2 separate regions of the Gasterosteus aculeatus genome follow, and region 1 is linked to region 2. Evidence: chromatin contacts called from public Hi-C data. All regions are on one chromosome and are shown on one strand. Each heading gives the region's core, a stretch centred on a gene start, on an enhancer-like site or on the middle of the called end of the contact. The rest is flanking DNA. Distances are from core to core; before and after follow the strand shown. Region 1 overlaps tafa4b (TAFA chemokine like family member 4b). Region 2 overlaps suclg2 (succinate-CoA ligase GDP-forming subunit beta).

Region 1 (6,863 bases), core at 101-2,600, 230 kb after region 2:
GAGTTTCAGGTTTCCTCGTGGCTCATTGTCTCTCTTGCTATCGTGTGACCTAAAAAAGAGAAAATATCACAGATAAGACAGGAGGATCAGTGTCACAAAGAAATGTAATTACATACAAGTGTCCCACTTCACTGCCAGTGAATGAATGTTCCCATTAGTAAGAGTCAATCAGAGGTCATGGGTGAATATTCCAGACTTTCCGACTAGGATTGAAAATGTCTCTTTGCCGTCTGACTGTTTCCAGGAACCAACAGTGTCTTGGCTGCTCGAGCTGGATTTCACATGTCTGGGAGCTGTAATAGTTTGTTTACACCTAGTGTGGAAAACATATAATTGGAGATGTACAGAGGTTGCTTTCCATCAACAAACCAAAAGAGATGTGCTCGTGTATTGAAAATGTCATTATAGTCATGAGAATGCTGACCATTCGGAGAACATTTCACCATAAATCCAGCAATATGAAATGGGACTTGTGAGGATATGTGTCTGATGTCTTTGCTCAACAGTGTTGTGGTTTCTCTGTCAGGCTTCTTTCCACAGCACTCCTACGCTGTGTGGGAGGCAAAGAGATGGACACAGACAGATCATCATGGTGAATGGGATGCTGAGATGGTGAAAGGAGGTCATGGGTAGAAAGCGAGACGCAGGATAAAGAAGAGAGACACAAAGGGAGCAGGAGAGCAGGGCCGCGCGCACAGTTGCCAGGGAATCGTTGTCTCATTGCAACCATCTTCAGTGACATCTGCAACCAAGTTTCCAAATAACTGCTCCCCGGTCAGCAGGGAGGCACCTTGCGAATGCACAATTAATGCCCACCGATGCCGTCCGCCGTTGGCTCCTCATTTCTCTCTCACCTGAGCGACTAGTCAGAAAGGGTGGGAGACAAAAGGAAGAAGGAGGAGAGAGATGGCACCATGCAACAGAATGAGGATAATTGCACCTAGCAGTCCCAGAGTTGGTGTTAGGCAAGAGGGTCGTTAATTCCACTGCCTATTACTGAGCCCAGCGGTGCCTCTGTTACTCAGTCCATCCCACTCACCAATTTAATTATGATTCTTAATTGTAAAGCCTCTGCGGAAGGGCCCCAGCTTTAATGCATTCTAATGAACGCGACAGATGTTGCGCTGTTACGCCATCTCCCGAGCAATTACTCTTATGGCGCCGGCGCCGCTTTCCTCACAAATGTTTATTTTTTTTATGTTTCACCTGTAAACAAACTGCACCTGCTCAGTCTCACGACAAACACGTGCACACACACACACACACACACACACACAGCCCAGCAGTCAACCCCGCAAATTAACTTTCACACTTCAACGGCTTACAAAGGGCCATGAAGGACTTTCATTTAAATCACTTTGTCTCATCTAGACAGTGTCAGTTTACATGGAATCACACACTGGTGTTCTGGGGTACAGAGTGTATACAGGTCCGGTGTTTTGCTCATCAGTTTATTGTCAGCCTCGTCAGAGGAGACACGGTTACAGCAGATTAACAAATAAGGTTCACTGGGGGAGCTTGCTTGTTGATTAGCTCCGTATCCGTGTCATTGACGTTAGAAACTAGTGCTTAGATTGGATTACACTCATTTGTGGGCATCTTGAAGATCAAAAAAAACCTTTGTTTATAAGATTAGTTTGCTCGGGTGGCACTTCTTCTTGTGCAGTGAGATACAGGATGAAAAACATCATTGAGGGGCAGCAAGTTAAAAAAAATGTTTCCCAAAAGTGATTAATGCAAGATGTTCCACGGGTAATAAAAGTAATCAATTTGATAGAAGATCAAGGCAAATTATTCATCATAACAATAACAATGACAATATCAGTCATATTGTTATTTGTACTTTCTGTCGATCTTATGTTTCTAAATTGGCTTTTTGAAATGAACACTTGATGTGAACACAGATTATTTACTTTTTTGTTGCTTAGAAATAAGAAGTTATCAAAGACTGCAGTAATTTAATTCAGCCGGAAGGTGATACTGTGCATATATTTAAAAAAAACTAGAACAGGCAAAATTAAAACAGAAAGGAGCTTCAGAATGTGCGAAATGAGATGTGCATCCAATGTACGGACAATGGATCAGTGTTGAAAATGACACTTCTAGACAGACGTAGGGAGAAAGAGAGACAGGCATGCAAACACTTTATACAACTAAGCAAGCTCAGACAGTCAAGAAAGTCATTCTTCTCACCTTGGTGGTTTTGACTTTATTGCCAGTGCTGCAGGACCAGCCAGTCAGGTCCGGCAGGACCTTACACTCCTCTCCGTCCATACACGGGTGCATCTGGCACCACCACTTCTGGACTACGATGGAGGCTGCAGCAGGAGATGGAGGTTGAGAGGCAGAGAAAGACAGCGGGTTAATAAATAGATTTTATGATGTAATAAAAAACACTGACATTAACTTAAACTAAAGAAAGAATAAAGGGGTATATGCAAAACAAACAAATATTATTCACTGTGGACAATAATTAGCCATTACCTACACAAGAACTCTGTAAGGTAATGATTTACTTCATATCCACAGTCAACATGAACTATTATTGTCCATAATAACAAGCATTCACATTCGCTGTCCGTGGTGCTGATCCTATAACTGGGACTGCACTGGAACCAGCAACATAGAAAGCACTTGTGACAAACCACCCATAGGCTTTATCATCTGTAATATGATTAGTGCAAGAAGCTAAACTGTAAAGCAGTTACCTTTTTTCATTTTAATCAGATTAATGTAATCCCTCAACATGGGATCTTAAAGCCTGTGCTGAATGGTTGAATCTGGCAACCACAGGAGAGCAAAATGAAAGAAGGTAGAAGTGGGGAATACGACGCCTGTGTCGTACCGAGGCAGCGATGACTGACAAGTCATTAAACCGTCCTGGATGAACCAATCAGATGCTGCTGATGTTTTGACAGAGCAGCGAAGATCTTTGAAAAAAGAGTCAGAGGTGGCTTTGTTTGTATTTTGTCATCTGTGCCGATGTGTGAGTCACCTCTGATAGTTTAAAAGAAAATGACTGATTGAACTTCCCTTTTGTTTCTAATACAATCAGCAAAAAACAAGGCATATTTAGACAACGAGCTAATATTCCAAATGTGGAATGCAGAGGGCAAGAACAAGATTGTGATGAAGCAATGCTATGAATTATAAATTAGCTTTCTCTGATTATTTGAAGCAAAAATACTAATGTTTGCAATCTACTGTATTATTTTTTAAAGCATTAACGCTGTTTCGGAAACTCGTCTTTCTTGCAATACAAAATAGGAAAAGGAGATTTTTCAGTCGGATTTCTTATTCAGTAATGATTTAAAACAAACTTCCCTCTTTCCATCTGTCTAGAAAGAGGAAAAAACAACAACTCAGCTTCAGAACTTGGCATAATCTACAATGAATCCAGTGCTAAAACCCAAAGTCTTAGTAGCTGACTCTTCCAGATCATCTGACCCAGTGTCTCAACAGCCTGATGGCTGAAAATAACTCCTCCTCTCCCAACTCATCATCCACCTATCCTCCAACTTCATTTAACTGGATTGATGGATTGAAATTACGATCTGTGAAAACTACTGCTTCTGACAATGGGAGAATTTTAGGGGATATTGGCAGGAGAAAGGTCTCTCAATTGCGTACTGCTCAAGAACATGGAAAAATCTTTTCAAGATTCATGTAGGAAGAAAAACTGCCTCTGAGAAATTGAGGGACACGGGAGGAAGACAAGGCTAAAGAAAAGATGTTCACCAAGAAAACACGTCTTTGTGTTGCGGAGATGAGCAGCGAGAGGAACACAGAGAGACGTCCTCAGACGAGTGAAGGCCGTCTGAGGACGACCATGGCCGAGTTCAAAAGAGAAAAGAGCAGATTAAACATATGAGCAGAGGGAAGCTTAGTGAAGAACTGAAGCTGTGGGGAAATTGGCAGCACGAATGCAACTGCAGAGACAGGAAGACACATTTTGGGAGAAGCAGGAAGTGAACATAAAGAACTCGCAGCCATCACGGGGCGCAGTGTTGAACACACTCCTATGATGCATGAGCTCAGTGGCAGTAAACGGTTCTAAAAACCAATGGCTGTGTAATGCTCGTTAATGTGGCCATTATGGTGTTGACGACGGTACTTTGCACTGCAAGAGCGTTAATGGGCATGGCCTGTGAGTGCTATTATGGAGTTAAGAGTTCCCTTCAGCTTATCTCATGCTGAACTGGGAAGGCTGCGCGAGCACGACACAAAAGCACCTGCCTGTCAAGTCAGAAAATGGACTTGTTTCGGTTCAAGGCCTGTGATGTAATCAATTGTTCAGATGTTTTGGCAGCACTCAAAGACAGGTGTCAACAGGTCATCAATAAAAAGACTACCCGGTGTGCGCTGTGGTTAATTCTGAGCATTGTGTTTCATGAAGAGTAAAATGGGAAGATCAATTGCACTCCGTACTGGTGATGGGAAGTTCAGGTCTTTGAATCGGGGGGGGGGGTTGCTCACCATTTTATAGCCAATTCCCTGGCCTAAATACGTTCACTGCAAACACGTATCTTATTCTCATGTAGGTTAGTGCATGTAAACCAGCAGATACTAAATTATAAGTATCTGCATTAAAATAATGTATCATGACAGTTTGGATGATTGGAACACTTAATTATCACAGCAAACAAGTACGCTGCACTGAACTGTAAGTAAAGTGCAAGAAAGTTAAAATAACGAAACCTGTAATGAGGCTCATACAGAGACCCAGTGGGGAAATGAACAAAACAGTCCCGATGCGCGGCCACGAGAAAATGAACAAATCTCTCTTCGAGAGGACTCGTTACTCCCGAGTCCTTGTAAGGATTCATTCAAAATGAACAAATCTTCCACAAACGACACATCACTACTCTACGTACACTATGTGCGGTATAAAGCCACCTCCATCAGCCGGTTGATTCTGAGCAAAGGGCATCAAACCCACACAGTAGCACCTCTAAAGCTCCCCAATTAAGATCTAGCTAACAATAAAACAAAGTGTGAAATTGACACATCGCAGTTAACAATGAGAGGGGGGGTGACGGGGTGTGAAATCCCAACTTCTCATTTACGGAGACCGCCACAACTCATACGCACAAGTTGTTAATCATCCTCAACTGTTGGCCAGCAGTAACACATTATAGGCTCAATTGCTTTGAAGTGACTGACGTTGATGGCTTTACATTAAAAGTACGTTTCCTCACACTTTTTTTTGAAAGAGGATGCATATTCTCCAGATGAAATTGTGTGTAACAACCTCACAGCCTGCTCTGGTCTAATTGCCTCATCCTCATTAAGAGTCTACATTTAAATTCCCAAAAGGTGAATATGCTAATTAAAACAGGTCTACATCTCGGGCATACATTTCATCACAGTTACTGTTGGCTCATTACAACAGAATCTGCTCCCAAAATGGCTCTCTTTTAAGTTCTCTCTCAAACTTTTAGAGCGGCATCATCTGAAGGGGGGGGGGGGGGGGGGACCTCTAGACGGAGCTTTGCTCAAGAAGCAGGTGATTAGGCAACAAGAGGGACTGAGGCGATGCTGCTCCCCAGGTTCCCGTCTAGTCTCCGGGGCTTTCCAAATTAGATTTCATGCTACGAGGACGCCCACAGCTCCGTCTCTCCTCCTGCGGATCACGTCAATCTCACGCAACACCTGATGAACGTCGCTCATACCTTCTGACCAGAAGGTGGTCAGAAGGTGGCCCGGAGGAGCATTCATCCAAACACAGCCTCTGTCCGCTTCTCCCTGCCACGGCACCGGATTCGTCATTGTAATGTTTGTGACATCAAGTGGACAACGTTGAAACTGCAGGTCCCCACAGCCACATGTTTGTTCTCTTGTCTGCACAAATAATTGGTGCAATGTTAAGACCCCTGTGACCAAAGATACGCCTGCGTGCTAAACTGTTTTGACACTTATGTATGTGCAATGCCTGCTGGTTGTTGCCCAATCAACACTTTCAGAATGCCTGAGCTGTAAAACATAAGTAATATCATCACTTTGGGTAGAAATAAAGGAGCAAAATCAAGTCACACCATATTATTATGGAAAGACATCCAGCAGTCTTAAACCAATCTGTTTTACCGGTCTTTGTAAAATAGTATGATTCAATCTGTGAATATTCATAATCAACATAACGTTTTGTGACATTAGATCAGCCCACGTCCTCCATCTCAAGTAACGTGATTAAATACGCCACTAACTATTCGTTCATATTCAAAGAGACCTCCTTCAACCTCAACCCTACCGCGTAATGTCACAAGGTAAGAAAATGGGATTTGATTTTTTTTTCTCGATTCACTTAGTGGATTGTTTCCTTTGTTTGATGTAAGGCTGGCCATACTAACACAATACCTGCACTCAGGCCAGTGCCTGCTAGAGTGCCCATTAATACTTCACGAAGGCACTCCCGGAGATCACTCTACGGAGCAACACGTGCTTCAAAGGGGAGTTTCCTTTTACTTTGCATGTGCGCATGTTGTGCGCATTTCTAATCATTTGTGCTTTTTGTGTGTGTACATGTATCTCGCATTAAGTGTCAACCTTAAAAGCCCAAATCACAAGCAGGCCGACGCCCTCGCTCCCACCGGGCCGTTGCTATTTAACGGGACGTTGATGCTCACACACAAACACACACATACACATCCATCGGGGACGGACCCGGAGGTATGGATACCCTCAGGCATTGTAACTGTTCCACTCAGTGATCCTGGAGTGCTGAAGCAGGTAGAGAGAGGCATCCATCTCTTTCTACGGTGATTTAGTAACACACTGTATCTCTGTTTCCAGGGCTCACACAGCCGTGCCAGCGCAGCCAGGTAGGCATGACGAGAGAACACAGGCAGGAAAAACGGTGTGAAGAA
Region 2 (6,560 bases), core at 1,009-3,508:
AAATCTCATGTGTGTGTGTGTGTGTGTCTGTGAGGGGGGGCACGTTTTATACCTTCAAGCCTGACAACCAGCGGCACCTTTAGCTCCAGCTCTCGACACGCCTTGGTGATGCCGTTGGCGATGATGGCACAGTTGACGATTCCACCAAAGATGTTGACCAGGATGGCCTCGACCTGTGAAAGAAGGGAACAGAAAAAAAGAGTAAGTCAAGAGGCAGCCCCCCCCCCCCGTAAACAAAATCAAAATGGCCCTGTGCAAAGAAACCTTCATTGCAATGGCTGAACAAAGTGTGTCCAAACAGAAACACAACTATTGACCAATCCTCTGTAAAGTGAAGACGGTAGAAGCAGGTAAAATAGGCGACATTTGGGCCAAATAATTAAGCAGTATTTCATTGGGAGAAATACACGGGGAACAAAGGAAGCTCCACAGCCGACACGAGGCAACGCCATGTGTCATAATAGACGTTTGAAAGTGTGCAGCATACCACGCTTCTTTCCTCCAATCAATTCACAGATTTTTTTTGCAATAAACAGGGTTCATATTTTCTGATGAGATCTCCCAGCTTGAAGTAGATAATGAAGGGTGTTCGGATGAAGGTGCGTCGACCTATTGTCACCCTTGGCAGAGGTCCTTAAACACTGTTCTGTCTGGATTCACAAGCTCGTGTCTACAGAGCCTTTCTTTGGGGAATGAAAAGTCGCCGATAACATTGACTAAGAGGCCAAAGGTGGATTCCAACACGAAACCCGAAATCAACACGGCGGTCTAGAGTTTTGCCAAACCATCCCACTGTCTGTTCCTTTCTGCTGTCTTGCAGTTTCTTTGCAAAATGAGCTTGAAGCTGATATCAGTAAGTAGTGATGCAAGGCGGCTAGTGTGTGTGTGTGTGTGTGTGTGTGTGTGTGTGTGCGCGCGCGTGCGCGTGTGTGTGCGTGCAATTACACTAACAATCTAGCACTTGGTAATTACCCTGGCTAGCTCAGTGAAAAAGTAGACTGAGAGCAAACAGGATTAATCCTCCGTGTTTGTTTATAATCACTGCTAATCTGTTAGCGGCGATTTGGATGAGCAGCTTGTGGGTGTTTGTGTGTGCGGCTGGTGAACGTGTATTTTTTTTCAGTATGTGGTAATGATGTTTAAAGGGATCAAGGACTTGGATAGCTATCAGAGCGACATTGTCCTCTACGTGCCATCCTAATGACCATCTCCTTATAAACAGCCCAGAACGACACAAGGCCAGGAAGGAGCTTGACAACAAAAACAAAACAAAAAAACAGCAGCACAAAGGCTCGGACATCATGCAAAGATAATAGAGCACGCCGTTATGTGAGCACGGAGAAGTGTTTCACGCTGATGGAAGTGTATCGCACAGGGATGTGGCCGAGGGGGATAAAGGCAGGGAAACATTATTACCTGTAACTGTACATTGTACACAAACTGTACACATCATAAATGAAAAACAAATACAAGCAAAATGATCACTAACTAATACAGGTAAAATGATCTCTTGCAAAACGGGGTATTTTGTGCATTGTGTAACTGTAAATATGTAATTGGCCCCTCCAGCAATTTAGTGTTGCCTGAAACAAATAATGCAACACGTTCATGAAGCAATGGTCAAATATTGTGACTTTTAGTAATTCGTATGAGACTGGACAAGGTGATCACAGCCAGATGTACCAACACACACACACACACACACACACTGCACAGCTCTGCCACAGAACTACATTCACACACTTGTGAAAGAAAACTACATTAGTACCCAATACTCAGCAGTCATTTACATGTGTCAGGAGGCGCGGAGTGAGGGGACTGCGTGTGAGTTGAGCAGTCAGAGAAGACACGAAGGAAAGAGGTGTGAAATGTTCACGGCTTGTTGACCCTCAGACCTCGGCCGTGTACTAAACCGTTCTTCTGACAGCCTGTTACCTGCAGTTCACACATGTATGCATGTGTGTTGCCCCACTGCCCTGCGCAGGTGTGGCAGTTCAACTTTGCCACTATCACTACGAACAGACGGCCAAGTTAAAGAGACGCGAAGGAGAAATTCATACTTCAATATAACCGACCAAATCTGTAAGCTTGAGTCTGAGCATTTACTCTTTCTGATGCGTTTTAAATCCGGTAAACATACCGTACTGACATGAAATGAATGGAGGTTAACAGTGATTGTGGCTGTGTTACTCACACATGCCCAGTGAATCAATGATGGAGTCACAGCTATATGGGACACTTACCTCATGATATCAGTGTACTTTGGCACATAATGACGACTACTTGCCACAGGGTTCGAGTCGGGGTCTCACACAGACACACAGAGCATTATCTGGCCCCCACTGGGGGGCAGCAGAGATTTAGATGCCTTTTTGCAGCCCCACCGGAGAAGGCTCGGTTTGCGGCCCATTTTTCAACTCTGTCTCTATTGGGAAGAACCATTTTTCTTCCATTCATGCGTCTCCTATTGACACCCATGTATATTAATGGTACGTAGGACATGGTTTATGCCGCTTGGTAAAGAAATAAATACGGTTTATAGAAATATGGATGTGGTGAGAAGGACTTAGTTGCACTTTGCTCTACGTTTCCTCTTCTTTAGGTTTGCAAGCAAGTCTACAGCCTACAGAACATTACTTGTTGGCACAAACCGGCAACATGTATACATTGAATGTTTAAGTAGAGCCACGTTTGCCCACTGCGAGTAAATTACAGATGCAGAGTAACAACACCACACACAACTGTAATTTGAAGAGAGATAATGTGGTAACTACTGTGTGCCCAGAGGGAAAACAGCCTATAATTGAAAATATGCAAAAACGCTGAAGCTAAGAGCCGAAAAGGCACGAATGTGTGCATCTTTTTCATCTCTGTAATCATGTTCTCTGCGAGGACGGTTAATTCAGTACTTAATAGCAGTATTTACCTTTGATGAAGCAAATTGGTCCTTTTGCAGTGGACTGCACAATCCTCATTAGTTATAAAAAAAAAAAATGTCATTTTAGCGAGGTACTCGTCCGTAAGAGGTTAAAATACCACAAGAATAGACTCACCAAAAGAACAGAAGTCTAATTTAGGGTCAACCTCTTTGGCTAGATGCCCTCTCTCCAATCAAGAGGCTAACAACAGCTCTGCTCCACTCAGCTCACAGTGGCTCACAAAACCAGCCTTAAGGTATGAAATAACATTGCACACGGCAATCTGTCAGATCTGAAATCTCCTACACCTCTCTGTAGCATTTTCCCTCAGTTATTCCTTTCTCCTTAAAGGCATTCCTTTCAGGTGAGCTAACTTAGCAGCGGGATGAATTTCTTTCATCAGAGCTCAGCATAAGGCACCAGGTACAATGTGCCAGCTCGCTCTTTTTAGCGAGATCTTTGTGCATTCTTTCAGGCGCTGTTACGGCGTGAGCCGGTGCCTTCTACCTGGGCCTGCGCTGAAATGATTCTAATTTCACAAAATAGGATCATTGCTGTCGGCATTCCAAATCCCCGCCAAGGCTCTTTTTTTGCCTCGAAGTAAAAAAAAAAAGGCCTTCACGGGGGAAACAGGCTTTTCTGCCTGCTATTGTGCGCCTCACTAAGTGCAAGAAATGTAACCCTGACAATTGGACACGCTCACATGGGCCTGTATGGTACTCCTCCCGCCTTTGTTTTTATGTTTCCTGGATGCATGTTTGACTAAATGTGCATGTACTTACAAAACGCACATCAATGGGGAAAACGTTACGGACTGAAACATGAGCGCAACATCGTATAGGCACGACACATGCTCAGTAAGTCTTCATATTCCTTCCACAGACTGATTAACAGCAAACAAACATGTTGTACTTCTCTCCTCCAAGTTTCAACCCAGAGGGGAATAGAAGCATTGTGTTTCCTCGCATTCTGCACAGCTTGTTGTCACAAGCTGCACGTGCGTTGCTGAATTATCACTCAAACACACATTTTCATGCCCATACCCCTCTTAAGCGCCGCTAATCTCTCTGCAGGAAAGAAAGGAAAGGGAAAGCATCTTGTTTCCTTTGTTACCAGCGAAGCAGATAGGAGTAAGAAAAGGCAGGGCTGAAGATGGGGGTTTGTCTCTCTGTGGCCTATTAAGGGCAATTGTTCTGTCTTATCTACTGGAGACAGCCTGCACCGGCACCGCCTGTTCTGGCAGGGCTTGTTTATTTGTTTTTTCGATCGGCAGAGAGCCCCGTGCTCGGCCTGGGGCCACAGGTTAACATGCACGGCTTCCAAATCAAGGCAGGCTTGCGGACTCTAATCACACTTCTTGCAATGACTGTACGGCTGTTCAGGGAAAAACAATTATTTAGTTTCTGTCCTAGTTTGACGCGAGAAGGGAGTAAATTGTCTTACATGGTCAAAGTGTTGTCTAGGATTTTTTTGCATATATCTTTTGTCTGGACTTGATGCCAGAGGTTTCGCCTGTCTCGCTGCATCCGAACCATAAAGCACTGAGCTTAGCCACCGACCATTTACATTGGATGGGAGGGGGGGGGGGGGGGCAGCAAAAAGGGACGCGAGAACTCGGGCCTGTGACAATTGGATGGAAGTACAACAACACAACATTATCCCGCGTACAAAGCAAATGTCGTGATGGCACCAAATGATCACTGAAGAGTGTTGTTGATACCGGTTTCAATAAAGATAAGCAATACTCGGCCTGGTTACAAGAGACAGAGGTAGGCGCTGTCACAACAGAGCACTCGCACTTAAAACAGTTTCTTGGAATTCCTTAAATTTCTCCCGCTGTGTTATTGTGCTTCGTGTCACAACACAAAGAGAAGGCTCTGTGGATGAGCACGCTTCCATAAGTTCTGTCATATATTCAAGGCGACATATATATATATATATAGACACCCATGCAAAAATGCAAAGAAAAAGTGCTCATGTAGCGATCTACCAGCTACTTTGAGCTTCAATTCTGTCAAACCGAGGAACTATTTTGCCCGTGCATATCTATTCTCAGAGAGGATACGGAACAAGACAGAGGATGACACAAAGAGTCTGAGCGAAGAGAAGGTCTTGAAGTCAGAGAGTGAGGCGAAGTGAAACAGATGGAAGAAGAGAGATGGAGAAGAAAAGAGACGCAAAGAGGTGATGGGAAGTGGTGCGGCCCCTAACTTCTATTGAAGGCTAAGATTGGCGCTGGCAAGGAAGGATAAGAGGGAAATAATTATCCGGCCTGCTGAAGCATGACAGCCTCTTCTTGGGACGGCGGAGAGACAGACTGAGCATTACGCCAAAGATTGTCAATAGGTGTCTCCAGCAGTGACATGGCCAGACAGCGGCATCTGAAGTTTCACCTGACGGGAAAAAACTCACAGCAGCAGTCAGCTCAATAGCTGCCTGATCGATGACGGGTGTACACAAGGTTTCATCCGGGGAACATGGAGCGGTTACCACTAAACCCATTCTATCATCTACGTTGCCCGATGTTAGTCCCAGTTCTAATGGAACTTATTCATAACCAGTGTACACCTTCAGGATCAGGATCAGGAAAGGATCCTATAATATAATATAGTGTGGTTGCTGTGGGCCAGGTATCTGCATACCAGAGCACCTCTTTGAAGTTTGGATAGAGACCAATCAAGGCTGGAATGATTGTGCTTGCAGCCAATGGAGGTGGAAGAGGCGTGGCGGTGATGGAGGTGGAAGAGGCGTGGCGGTGATGGAGGTGGAAGAGGCGTGGCGGTGATGGTGGTGGAAGAGGCGTGGCGGTGATGGTGGTGGAAGAGGCGTGGCGGTGATGGTGGTGGAAGAGGCGTGGCGGTGATGGAGGTGGAAGTGGCGTGGCGGTGATGGTGGTGGAGGAGGCGTGGCGGTGATGAAGGTGGAAGAGGCGTGGCGGTGATGGTGGTGGAAGAGGCGTGGCGGTGATGGTGGTGGAAGAGGCGTGGCGGTGATGGTGGTGGAAGAGGCGTGGCGGTGATGGAGGTGGAAGTGGCGTGGCGGTGATGGAGGTGGAAGTGGCGTGGCGGTGATGGTGGTGGAGGAGGTGTGGCGGTGATGAAGGTGGAAGAGGCGTGGCGGTGACCAGAGGGGGGACATCTGGAGATGCCCGTTGCAGCTTTGAGGTTCGTCGTTCTTTGTAAGGGAGCAGCGGGGCTCATGGGCCATGACGGCTGCTTTGTAGCCATGTCTAATTAACCATTCTGCCCTCTCCTGACACACAAGCATGGTAGTACTTTCATTGCACAGGGAGGTTTATTTTTACAGCACAATATGGGATTTGCAGGTTTACAAAAGCTGAAGTTCCATTGAGTTAAGTGAGCACAGGAAATAAAACATTTGCGGTGCTATGGATGAGGTCCGATTGTCAGCCTAATGGCAAAAGTCTAATAACTCCAGTGAGAAGACTTCATGCCTGAATCGCCGCCTCTTGGTCGTCAGTTTGCATTTGTGCCTGTCAAACGCCATCACTATTTAATTTTATCCTTAGACATTTGTGTTAGATGCCTAAAATAAAATGAATTCCTGAGTTATGGCCCATATTGTGTTTTGTGAGATCACAGTCCGTTCCAATTGAGTATTTTATGAGTACTCTTTCAAATG

What was found. A called contact is a pair of places that touch in the nucleus more often than the background predicts.
Region 1: a contact with region 2 is called in a Hi-C map of skeletal muscle, with 5 times the contacts expected there. The contact joins two enhancer-like sites. A contact is called at or near these places in 2 of 6 Hi-C or Micro-C datasets (skeletal muscle and tail fin).

The regions. Positions count from the first base shown.
Region 1 is chr17:16,432,756-16,439,618 of fGasAcu3.hap1.1, forward strand. It overlaps tafa4b (TAFA chemokine like family member 4b), which reads right to left. Exons shown (of 6, transcript XM_040204963.2): 5 at 2,194-2,318; 6 at 1-49. The coding sequence ends at 38. Among protein-coding and RNA genes, the nearest start is that of tafa4b, 30 kb to the right of the region's middle. Within about 2 kb of position 1,351, at least 1 of the 9 cell types and tissues checked has open chromatin away from gene starts, as enhancers often do.
Region 2 is chr17:16,206,228-16,212,787 of fGasAcu3.hap1.1, forward strand. It overlaps suclg2 (succinate-CoA ligase GDP-forming subunit beta), which reads right to left. Exons shown (of 11, transcript XM_040204051.2): 10 at 53-173. Among protein-coding and RNA genes, the nearest start is that of LOC120835210, 50 kb to the left of the region's middle. Within about 2 kb of position 2,259, at least 1 of the 9 cell types and tissues checked has open chromatin away from gene starts, as enhancers often do.